Regions from separate parts of the Oryctolagus cuniculus genome. Here region 1 is linked to region 2. A link is a contact called in public Hi-C data. All regions are on one chromosome and are shown on one strand. Each heading gives the region's core, a stretch centred on a gene start, on an enhancer-like site or on the middle of the called end of the contact. The rest is flanking DNA. Distances are from core to core; before and after follow the strand shown. Region 1 has its middle 34 kb from the start of DNASE2B. Region 2 has its middle 79 kb from the start of SSX2IP.

Evidence for each region. Hi-C and Micro-C count contacts between places; a contact is called where the count stands out from the background.
Region 1: a Hi-C map of an unstated tissue shows a contact between it and region 2, with 4 times the contacts expected there. The contact joins two enhancer-like sites. A contact is called at or near these places in 3 of 6 Hi-C or Micro-C datasets (ear pinna, skin fibroblasts and an unstated tissue).

The regions. Positions count from the first base shown.
Region 1 is chr7:86,838,483-86,843,515 of mOryCun1.1, reverse strand. No RefSeq gene overlaps it. Among named protein-coding and RNA genes, the nearest start is that of DNASE2B, 34 kb to the left of the region's middle. Within about 2 kb of position 2,780, at least 1 of the 8 cell types and tissues checked has an H3K27ac peak or open chromatin away from gene starts, as enhancers often do.
Region 2 is chr7:86,469,518-86,474,566 of mOryCun1.1, reverse strand. No RefSeq gene overlaps it. Among named protein-coding and RNA genes, the nearest start is that of SSX2IP, 79 kb to the left of the region's middle. Within about 2 kb of position 2,871, at least 1 of the 8 cell types and tissues checked has an H3K27ac peak or open chromatin away from gene starts, as enhancers often do.

The DNA of each region.
Region 1 (5,033 bases), core at 1,531-4,030, 370 kb before region 2:
TTCAAATAAATAAAATAAATATCTTTGAAAAATCCTTATATCAGTATGTGCATGATATTGCCATGTGAATTTTAGATTAATCTAATTTAAATCAACTTTAAACTTTTCTAAATGATTTACAGAAATCATTTCCTCCTAGTGACATGTAAAATTCTATATGAGTCTAGTGCTCAATAGTATAGAGTATCTACAATCTAAGAAAAAAGTGGTTTGTATTCAGTATTCATTTAATTCTAACAATACCTCTTACATAAGAATTATAATGATGAGGCTAAAGATAGCTACTGCTTATTGAGTACTTTCTATGTGCCAAGCACTATGCTAAGTACTTTATATATATTAACTCATTTAATCCCTACAATAAGCCGGGAGATAGGTATTTCTCTCTCCACTCCCACGAGGGATCTAGGCTGGGAAAGGTTAAGTGACTTGTCAAACTATACAAAGCTGATAAAGAAAAGAGTTGGGGATTAAACACAGTGTGTCCAATTTTCTGTCCAGGATACTTTTCACAGCATTTCAGCTTTTTGTCTGGTATAATATCAGTTTCCTGTAGGATTTAATTAAAATACATGGAATACCCTACTTTATAATCTAATAGAAGAAGGGTAAGAAACTTGATTACCTGTTACTGATGAAGATTATTTCACTTTATTTAGGTAACATTTAATTCCTTGTCTCAGATCTGAACAGTAATAATACTTTATAAGATGAATAATTACCTAGGCTTAGAGCTGTATCTGTGGCCATAGTAATAAGTAAGCCTGAACCTCACAGGAACTAAACTTCTTACTTTGACTTCATTAGCACCCACCTCACTCTCGGTCTCTGAGTTCATCAGTCATAGATCAAATATGTTAAATTGCACTTTATAATGGAAGTTATTCCATTTGTTGTCTTTAAAATTCATTACTTTAGGCCCGCGCCACGGGTCACTAGACTAATCCTCCGCCTGTGGCACCGGCACCCTGGGTTCTAGTTCTGGTTGGGGTGCCAGATTCGGTCCCAGTTGTTCCTCTTCCAGTCCAGCTCTCTGCTGTGGCCCGGGACTGCAGTGGAGGATGGCTCAGGTCCTTGGACCCTGCACCCGCATGGGAGACCAGGAGGAAGCACCTGGTTCCAGGTTTTGGATCGGCACAGCGCGCCGGCGGTAGCAGCCATTTGAGGGGTGAACCAAAGGAAAAGGAAGACCTTTGTCTCTCTCTCTCTCTCTCTCTCATTGTATAACTCTGCCTGTCAAAAAAAAATTAAAATTAAAAAAATTTTAAAAATTCATTACTTTAAAACAATTAAAGCCATAATGAAATATGTTAAATTATTCGTTGTCACTTGGAAAAAGAGAAAGATGTATTGGGGGAAAAAACAGCCACTTTAGACACTGAATTTTGTGTGTGTGTGTGTATATATATATATGTGTGTGTGTGTGTGTGTATAGTTTGGTGCCAAACTAGATTTCCCTTTATACTTCTATTTCTCTTGAAGTGCTTATAAAAATATTGTAATGCTATGCTTCCATTCAGGGTATAAATGACATGAGGGAAAGTGAACCGGCAGAGTGTTTAATCAGTGTGTTTGTTAGATAAGGATAGGCATGGAGAATGGGCTCCTGTTCGAACATCTTCTCTAATCCTTCTCTTAGAAAATGTGTTTGAAAAATAAGTGACTTCAAGTCCTCCTTATCAAATAAGAATTTTAGGAAGTAAACGCCTATCAAGAGTACTGGATTCTTTGTTAGTTCTGCCTTGGAGCTATTATTATTCTCAGTGAGTAGAGTAATTACTATAAACAGTATAATTCAGAAAGAATTGCATTCACCTGTATATCTCCCATTTGTGTATAGATTTCTCTCAGATATATGTATCTTACATGAATATAAGTTTACCTACTTAGCTATATACACTCTCTTTATATATAGGGTATTATGAGGGTACTTTAAAAAGTTCATGGAAAATGAAATTAAAGTGTATTTCTGTGCAAAAAAAAAAAAAAGCCTTTGAAATCGATGCATTTTTTTTCATAACACACATTTTGCTTGAAGGTTTTCGAAGATCCCTTGTATGGCACCATTTTGAACCCGTATGTATGAGCCAAGCTAAGCCTTTAGTGTAAGTTATTGTATACATAGTTTCTGAGGTTTCGAAGTGTTTTCGAATCCATTTGATCATTGTCTCTTCGTAAAAGCGCGATGTTCCTAAGAAAAGAGGCCGTGGCTCCAGAGTTAAATGAAACGTTTTGTTCAAGATCCCAGAAGGACTCCAGATGACAGCCCAGCCTCCTCATGCTTCCGTTTCTCAAGGCCGGCCCCCCTGGCCTGCCAGGCTCCGGTCCAGGCGAGTCTGAGAAGGACACCATATCCCTGTTTCCATCTCCTCGAATCAATTCACTCACATAGAAGGTCATTTCCGACAGAAATCCACTTGGACTGATTTCTCTCGCAGGGCCGAGCAGCTTAAGTAAAAGGAGCCAAGCAGTGCCTTCGCTTCCGTGTCAGACAGACGCGGCCTCGAATAAGGACCAGGGGCCGTGACACCAGCTTCCTGACCCATTTTAGACACCACATCCGGGATTAAAAGCCTCTCTCCCTAATTAGCAAGAGATTGAAAGGAAGGACGCAAAGATGAAAAGACAGCAGGTAATTCCTTCCTGAGAAAACACTTTTCAATTACAAAGGCAAAAAAAAAAAATCAAGCTATTTTTAAATATTACAACCAGGAGGGAGCAAATGTATCGATTGTCTCATTTTCTTTTCCTCCTCGTTGCTAGGATGTGGTCTATATTAAAATACAGTTGCCTTGGTGAAAATTTTCCCCAGCAAGGTAATAGTGCTCCCCCTGCTGACCAAGAAACCCAGGCAGTGGTTTTTTTTGTTTGCTTGCTTTGTTTTGCCTTTTTTTTTTTTCAGGTGAAACAAAACAAATAAGGCCGTCAGACATCTTTAACAAATAGCTGTGGACATTACCTGCAAAAGTGTATTCCAATGCTATCAGAAATTTATTTTTTAATACAAGAAGTTTTCTTTCCGATACATGTGATGAGACACAAGGCAAATTCACACAGGTACCAGGCTTCTTATTGCTGGGAGCTATTTTAATAATTTCTCTCTTTTAACTCAGCATGAGCCTAATGCTTAAGACATTTTTTCACCTTGATCATTTAAGCTCTTTGGACACCGTTCTAATTTTTGAAAGGCTTGGGGCAGGAAATTGCTTATAATAATATTAAGTAGTGATGTTTGCTAATTACCAGTTGCTTGTAACGAAGGACTGAGAGAAAAAGAGAAAATCCTATCAAGGTCCTCGCTCCTTTCACTGTGGGAATTACTGAATACATCTGACATTAAAGCCGTTAGCAGTGGCTTGGTTGGGTTATGGAGGGCTGGTGAGCCTTGCTGGATGTGAGACGCCTGCAACCTAGCCAATTAGGTATTGCCACAGGGAGTAGAGTGCAGGAGAGAGGTTGGGGCATGGAGCTGCAGATTTAAAAACCATCAGTATCATGGGAATGAGTGAGATCATCCTAAAGACAGAATGTAGAAAATGAAGAGAAGAGGGCTGAACATTGAGAGACATTACGAATATTTACGAAGTAGGCAGATGATGAACTTTTAACGGAAACTGACACAGAATGCTTGGGGACTGTGGAGAAAAACTAAGAGAATTGTCAGACTGAAACCAAAAGAGAGGAGAATTTAAAGAAGGAAGAAGTCAACTGTGTCAAAAGCCAAAGAGAGGTCAAGGAAGATGAGAACCGGAAGGAACCATTGGCTTTGTTACTGAGGAGGTCCCTGGTGTCCCCAAAAATGTTGCAGTCTAGCAGTGAGGATGACAGTGCAAATTCAGTGACAATTTCAATGATAGGTGAGAAATAAGAGTGATCAAGAAATTTGGCAGTGAAGTAGAAGAGAGAACAAGGTGGCACCCAGAAGAGAAATTGGAGCAAAAGAAACTTTCTTAAGATCCACTGGTTGAACATGTTTGAGGGTTAACAATGAGCCGTTAAAAGGGGAGAAACAGATGAGGGAAGCAACAGTTAGCCCAACCAAGTTCAAGAGAAACTGGGCGGGAAGAAAGGATCAAGAGCACAAGCTGAATCTTGAAAAAAGTAGCAATTTACCTGCTTCACCACGCAGGTGGAAGCAGGGAAGGCTGTGCACTTGACTTCTAAATGCCGAGAGCTGATTCCAGAAGCTCAGTGTGGAGGTGAGGGCAAGGAGACTGGACAAGGTTTTATGCTAGAGCAGATGCTATAGGAGAAAAGGAAGAATGATGTAAACACTTGTAAAAGCCATAATGCAGCCGGCGCCGCGGCTCACTAGGCTAATCCTCCGCCTAGCGGCGCCGGCACACTGGGTTCTAGTCCCGGTCAGGGCGCCGGATTCTGTCCCGGTTGCCCCTCTTCCAGGCCAGCCCTCTGCTGTGGCCAGGGAGTGCAGTGGAGGATGGCCCAGGTGCTTGGGCCCTGCACCCCATGGGAGACCAGGAAAAGCACCTGGCTCCTGGCTCCTGCCATCGGATCAGCGCGCTGCGCCGGCCGCAGCGCGCCAACCGCGGCGGCCATTGGAGGGTGAACCAACGGCAAAGGAACACCTTTCTCTCTGTCTCTCTCTCTCACTGTCCACTCTGCCTGTCCAAAAAAAAAAAAAAAAAGCCATAATGCAGGGACTGGAAGAGTGGAAACAGAAGCATGACACTGAAGGAGGTGAGCACTGGCATGGCTGATGGGCTTTCTCTGGCAGCAACAAGTCAACCAAAGACAGGAGAAGAGAAAGCAAGCCATTGGGTGCATTCGGAGTTGCAGAATGTCGTAGCCAAGCAAGTGGCTGAGGGCGATGTTCTGGGGAGCCTGTAGCAGTGAATGTTTGGCTGTGGTCTGCAGGAAAGACACGGAAGGAAATGAAGTTGGCGAGGAGCATAAAGATGAGTTTGAGGGTAGAGGGTGGGGCTAACCATTCGGAGAACTAAGATGGAATCCAGGGACCAGAGAGGCTGCTGGGACTGCAAAGCCAGTATAGGGGAAAGGGAGGTCAAAGTAGA
Region 2 (5,049 bases), core at 1,622-4,121:
CAGTAGGGCTGCATTTAATACATGGGGAATACCCTCCAACTGCTTTGATAAGTATCCATGAGGTGCCTGCTGGGTGCCGGGCACAGGCTGGTACTGGGCTGAGATGACCAGACCTGCTCTTGGGGAACTTACAGTCTAGCGGTCAGGTCTAGAGTGAGCCAAGTCATGAGGCTTCTGACTCTCCAGATTTTGGGGACAACAAGAGCAGTTGAGGGAGTCAAGCAACCCAGAAAGAGGCATATAGGACAACTGGAAGATCACCAATCCAGACACGAATTGCCCCGAAGGCTCTGTGGTGTTGGCGTGAGGCCAGGAGAGGAGGGGGTTGTGTCCTTTCCCTTAAGAGATTCGGTTCATTTCTCCAGGCTCCTGTTTGTGTAGCCCCTCACCGCTCTCAAACAGGGACAGCTTCGGGACATGCGTTTTTCTTTTTTCTAGACTGATTTATTTATTTGAAAGGCAGAGTGGAAGGGGAGGAGGGAGGGAGGGAGAGATATCTTCCATCCCACTGGTTCGCTCCCCAAATAACCACATCAGCCAGGCTGAAGCCAGGAGCCAGGAACTCCACCCAGTCTCCCACATGGGTGGCAGGGACTCAGGTACTTGAGTCATCACCTGCTGCCTCCCAGGGTGCATTAGAGGAAGCTGGATGGGAAGCAGAGCTGAGATTTGAGCCCAGGCACTCCAATATAGGATGCAGACATCCCAAGCAATGGCTTAACATGCTGTGCCAGAGCACCTGTCCCAGCTTTGTGTTGGGCGTCATCCACAGTCATCCGCTCTCCATCTGTGAGAGGGAACTCAAAGCCTTTCACAGAATGACTTCAGCCTGTTTTTCTAGCTTAACCCCCAACCACATCTTTACATGTCCTCAAATATACCCGGAGCGCACTTCTGTCCCCTTGCCTGTTGCTCATGCTCTTACCCAATTTTTTTCCCAGTGGTCTCTACTCCCTCTTCTCCTTAAAGGACCAACTCAAGTATTATCTTTCCTGGGAAGAGTTCTCCTACTCTTACAGCTGTGTTTCATTTAGCTCAACACAAGATCCACTATAACCCTGTTCTCCGAGTGCCCCGCACATGGCTTTAGAGAGAGCTTAAGCTCACATAGCTCCCAGCGAGCTATATTCCCAGCATATGGAGTGAGTTGAAATGAAATTGCTAATGGATGAGTCCAATTTGCAGACCAGAGTTTTCTCGTACATGCTAGGCCCTGTCCATTGATGGCTGCTAACTGGAGCATTGTGTAGAGGGTTTTCTTATTTATTTATTTATTTATTTGACAGGCAGAGTGGACAGTGAGAGAGAGAGAGCGACAGAGAGAAAGGTCTTCGTTTTGCCGTTGGTTCACCCTCCAATGGCCGCCGCGGCTGGTGCGCTGCGGCCAGTGCATCGCACTGATCCGAAGCCAGGTGCTTCTGGTCTCCCATGCGGGTGCACGGCCCAAGGACTTGGCCCATCCTCCACTGCACTCCCGAGCCACAGCAGAGAGCTAGACCGGAAGAGGAGCAAGCAGGACAGAATCCGGTGCCCCGACCAGGACTAGAACCCGGTGTGCCAGCGCCACAGGCGGAGGATTAGCCTATTGAGCCGCGGCGCCAGCCATAGGGTTTTAATGGAATGTTTTGGTTTACTGGGAAATGTAAGGTTTTTGATTAATGATGTACGTTACAGTCACAACCAGGGGTGACAGCAAATGCATCATTTTCCCATTCTTTCACTAGATACTTCCAGAGGGCAGGTACTTTGTTATTGTTGTTATTATAATAGAATCCTGGTTGTTTATGGCATTGTTCTTGTCCATATAATACATTCTTGGGTGTTTTGAGCCACTTTCTCACTTGTCAGTTGTCCTTGTAATTGGCTGCCTACACACTTGGCCTACATATTCCTGGAGGCTTCCACTTGCATGAGTGTTCCTATCATCCATAGGTCCAGCTAAACAACAAGAAAAACAACCTCTTTAAAAAGCAACCGTATTAAATACCATGCACTGATATTTGAAATGTTTTTTTTTTTTAAAGCTTTATTTGTTTTTGAAAGGCAGAGTTAAAAAGAAAGAGGGAAAGAGAGACAAAGACATTGGTTCACTCCTCAAATGGCTACAACACCCCCAGCTGCACCGAAGGCAGAAGCCAGGAACTCCATCTGGGTCTCCCATGTGGGTACAGGTGCCGAAGAGCAGGGCCATCTTCCACCGCTTTCCCAGGTATGTTAACAGGGAGCAGGATGGGAAGTGGAGAAGCCAGGACTGGAAGTGGTGCTCATATGGGATGCCGGCATCACAGATGGCAGCTTAACCTACTGCACCACAGCACTGACCCCAAAATTTATATTTGAAAGTATTAGGGCATTATAGTTTGGAATCTTAGTTTGCAATGTCCTCAGCCACAAATGCTACTTAATGTCTGCATAGCTAATCCTGCCTAATGCTGTCTTCTGCATTCAATTCATACCATGTTCTGCGTGCTTAACAGTGAAGCACAGTCTGATCTTCTGCCAGCTATTTGGAGAGCAAAATGCTCATTTAAAAAAAAAAAAGCCTGAACACATCACACATCTTCACATCCTTACGCAACGGGGTGCCTGCAGCCGGGAACCATGCGCCTGACGCTCAAGCCAGGGCTTGACAGCCCCTGACAGCTCCAAGTCAGGTGGTCCCCTCCGGAGCCCCGTGATCCAAGTCAATTCAGGCGAAACAGAAATTTCCCCAGTGGCGGCTGCAAGCCACTTTCACTCACTCTGAGTATTTTCACTCTCTCCATTGGCTGTGGGAGCGATTATCTTCCCAATCAAGGAACATTGCCCAGGAATGCAATGGTGTTAAGCCTCAGGGCACACAGGTTTCTTTACCCAGGAATGCCTCTCCGGGAGGAGAGAGGCTGCAGGCCGGAAGGACAGGTGGGGGAACCAGAACAGAGCCGAGATGTAGGCGCTCTGCTGGAGGGCAGGCAGCTGCCATTGGAACTAATGTTTTAAAAATATCTCCTGCTGGGGGGAAATGGAGAAGTGCTAATGGATGTAATGAACCAAGCCTCCCAGGGAAGCGAGAACAGGCCCATCAGCCGGGTCATTTCAAACTGGAGCAAGGAAAACGCTGAGGGAGAGAAACACAGGGGAGCGGTACAGTGTGGCCCTGGGAATGGTCAGCAGCCCCGGAATCCAGGCCCAGGGTCAGCCTGAAACAGGGCATTTTGTGTGTCTCCAGCAGCTGAGGAGAGTCCACAAGCGCAGCCTGGCCTGCAGGGGTGCAGGGTGAGTGCAGGGAGCTGGGCTGTGTCCTCGCCCTGACCTGCCCTGCCTGCGTCCACACCCTGTGACTGGCTCACTGTGTCTGTGGGCATTCACTTGGGCACCTGCTTTCACTCCTGCTGCTGTAACAAACCCTCATGCTGTGGCTTTAAACAAAACACATCTCATCTCTTACAGCTCTGGAGGTAGAAGTCCAGGATGGGTCTCATTTGGTTATACCAGGTGTCCTCTGGATTTTGTCCCCAGTGGAGACTTTCCCCAGTGGAGAATGGTCTCCCAAGGGAGAAGCCACAACCTCGTCTTTCCCTGCTCCTAGGAAGGCAGTAGCGCAGCATCCTCACACTTTCTTGAATCCTTCTGCCTCTTCTCTCCCTTACAAAGACCCTGTGATTGCATTGGGTCTTCTGCTGTTTTTCCTAGGCTGTTAGCAAGGAGCTGGATCAGAAGTGGAGTAGCTGGAACATGAGTTTGCGCCTATGTGGGATGCCAGCATCACAGGTGGAGGCTTTACCTGCTATGCTACAATGCTGGCCCAGAAAAGTGGAATTAAAAGAAGAGCATATTTTGGCACAAAATCTTTTTTTTGAAATTCATGCAAAATTTTCTCAAAATATGGCTGGCACCGTGGCTCACTAGGCTAATCCTCCACCTGCGGCGCCGGCACCCCTGGTTCTAATCCCAGTTGGGGCGCCAGTTCTGTCCCAGTTGCTCCTCTTCCAGTCCAGCTCTCTGCTGTGGCCCAGGAAGGCAGTGGAGGATGGCCCAAGTGCTTGGGCCCTGCACCCGCATGGGAGACCAAGAGGAAGCACCTGGCTCCTGGCTTCAGATCAGCACAGCACGCCGGCCTTAGCAGCCATTTTGGGGGTGAACCAACAGAAGGAAGACCTTTCTCCCTCTCTCTCTCTCTCTCTCTCTCTCTGTCTAACTCTGCCTGTCAAAAAATTTTTTTCTCAAAATGTTCATTTCCCATGAGAACTGTTTGTAGGCTCTTTGCATTTGGGGAGCCATTAGTCTGCTCTCCTCACCCTCCCCCATAGTCTGATCTCAACAGCCAGGGTGGCAGCAGGGCTCGGTTACCCCAGGGCTAGTGCTCTGGAGCCAGCTGGGACCAGGGAGGACAAGGCTGACATTTCTTTATTGCAGCCACTTCACCAGCTGGTATCTCAGAGTCGCAACTCTTGGTGCAGCCTCCCACTTCTGCCACCTTCTCAAGGGACCGTTCACACTCGTAAGATTGGGGTCACTAGCTCTTCTCTGCTCAGCTTTAGGTTTGACTCTGCACTGGCACTTGGCAGATGAAGAAAGATAAGAAACGCTTCCCCCACCCTCCCTTCCTCCCCCACTTGCTAAGAGCAGCCCTTGAATGGGACATTGGCGTTCTGGCATACTCTATTGGGAATTATGGTGCGCTTTCCATTGAAAAAGGCGTTCACATGATGGCAAGAAGTCACTGAAACCGGCCTCTGCCCCAGCTACATTATGTGTTAGACAAGTCGGTGAGCTGGCTGAGCCCTGCGCTTCCCTTCCATTGTATTTCCATGGCAGAGATGTGCTGAACAGCAGCCATCCAGCAGCCACGCCCGTCTGAATGACAGCTTCCCGGCTCCTGTGCTGAGCTCACTGTTTCACTGCACTGCCCGCTCCACATTCATGCCTCTATTATTGTCCTGTGACATTGCTTCCTTCCCAGGAGTTTATTATTTCAGTGGTAGCTTCAGTCCCCTCACTATGCATGTGACACTGCATGTGCTGCTTTGCCTTCTAGGAAGAATTTACAGCATTGAGACCCCTCTGTAA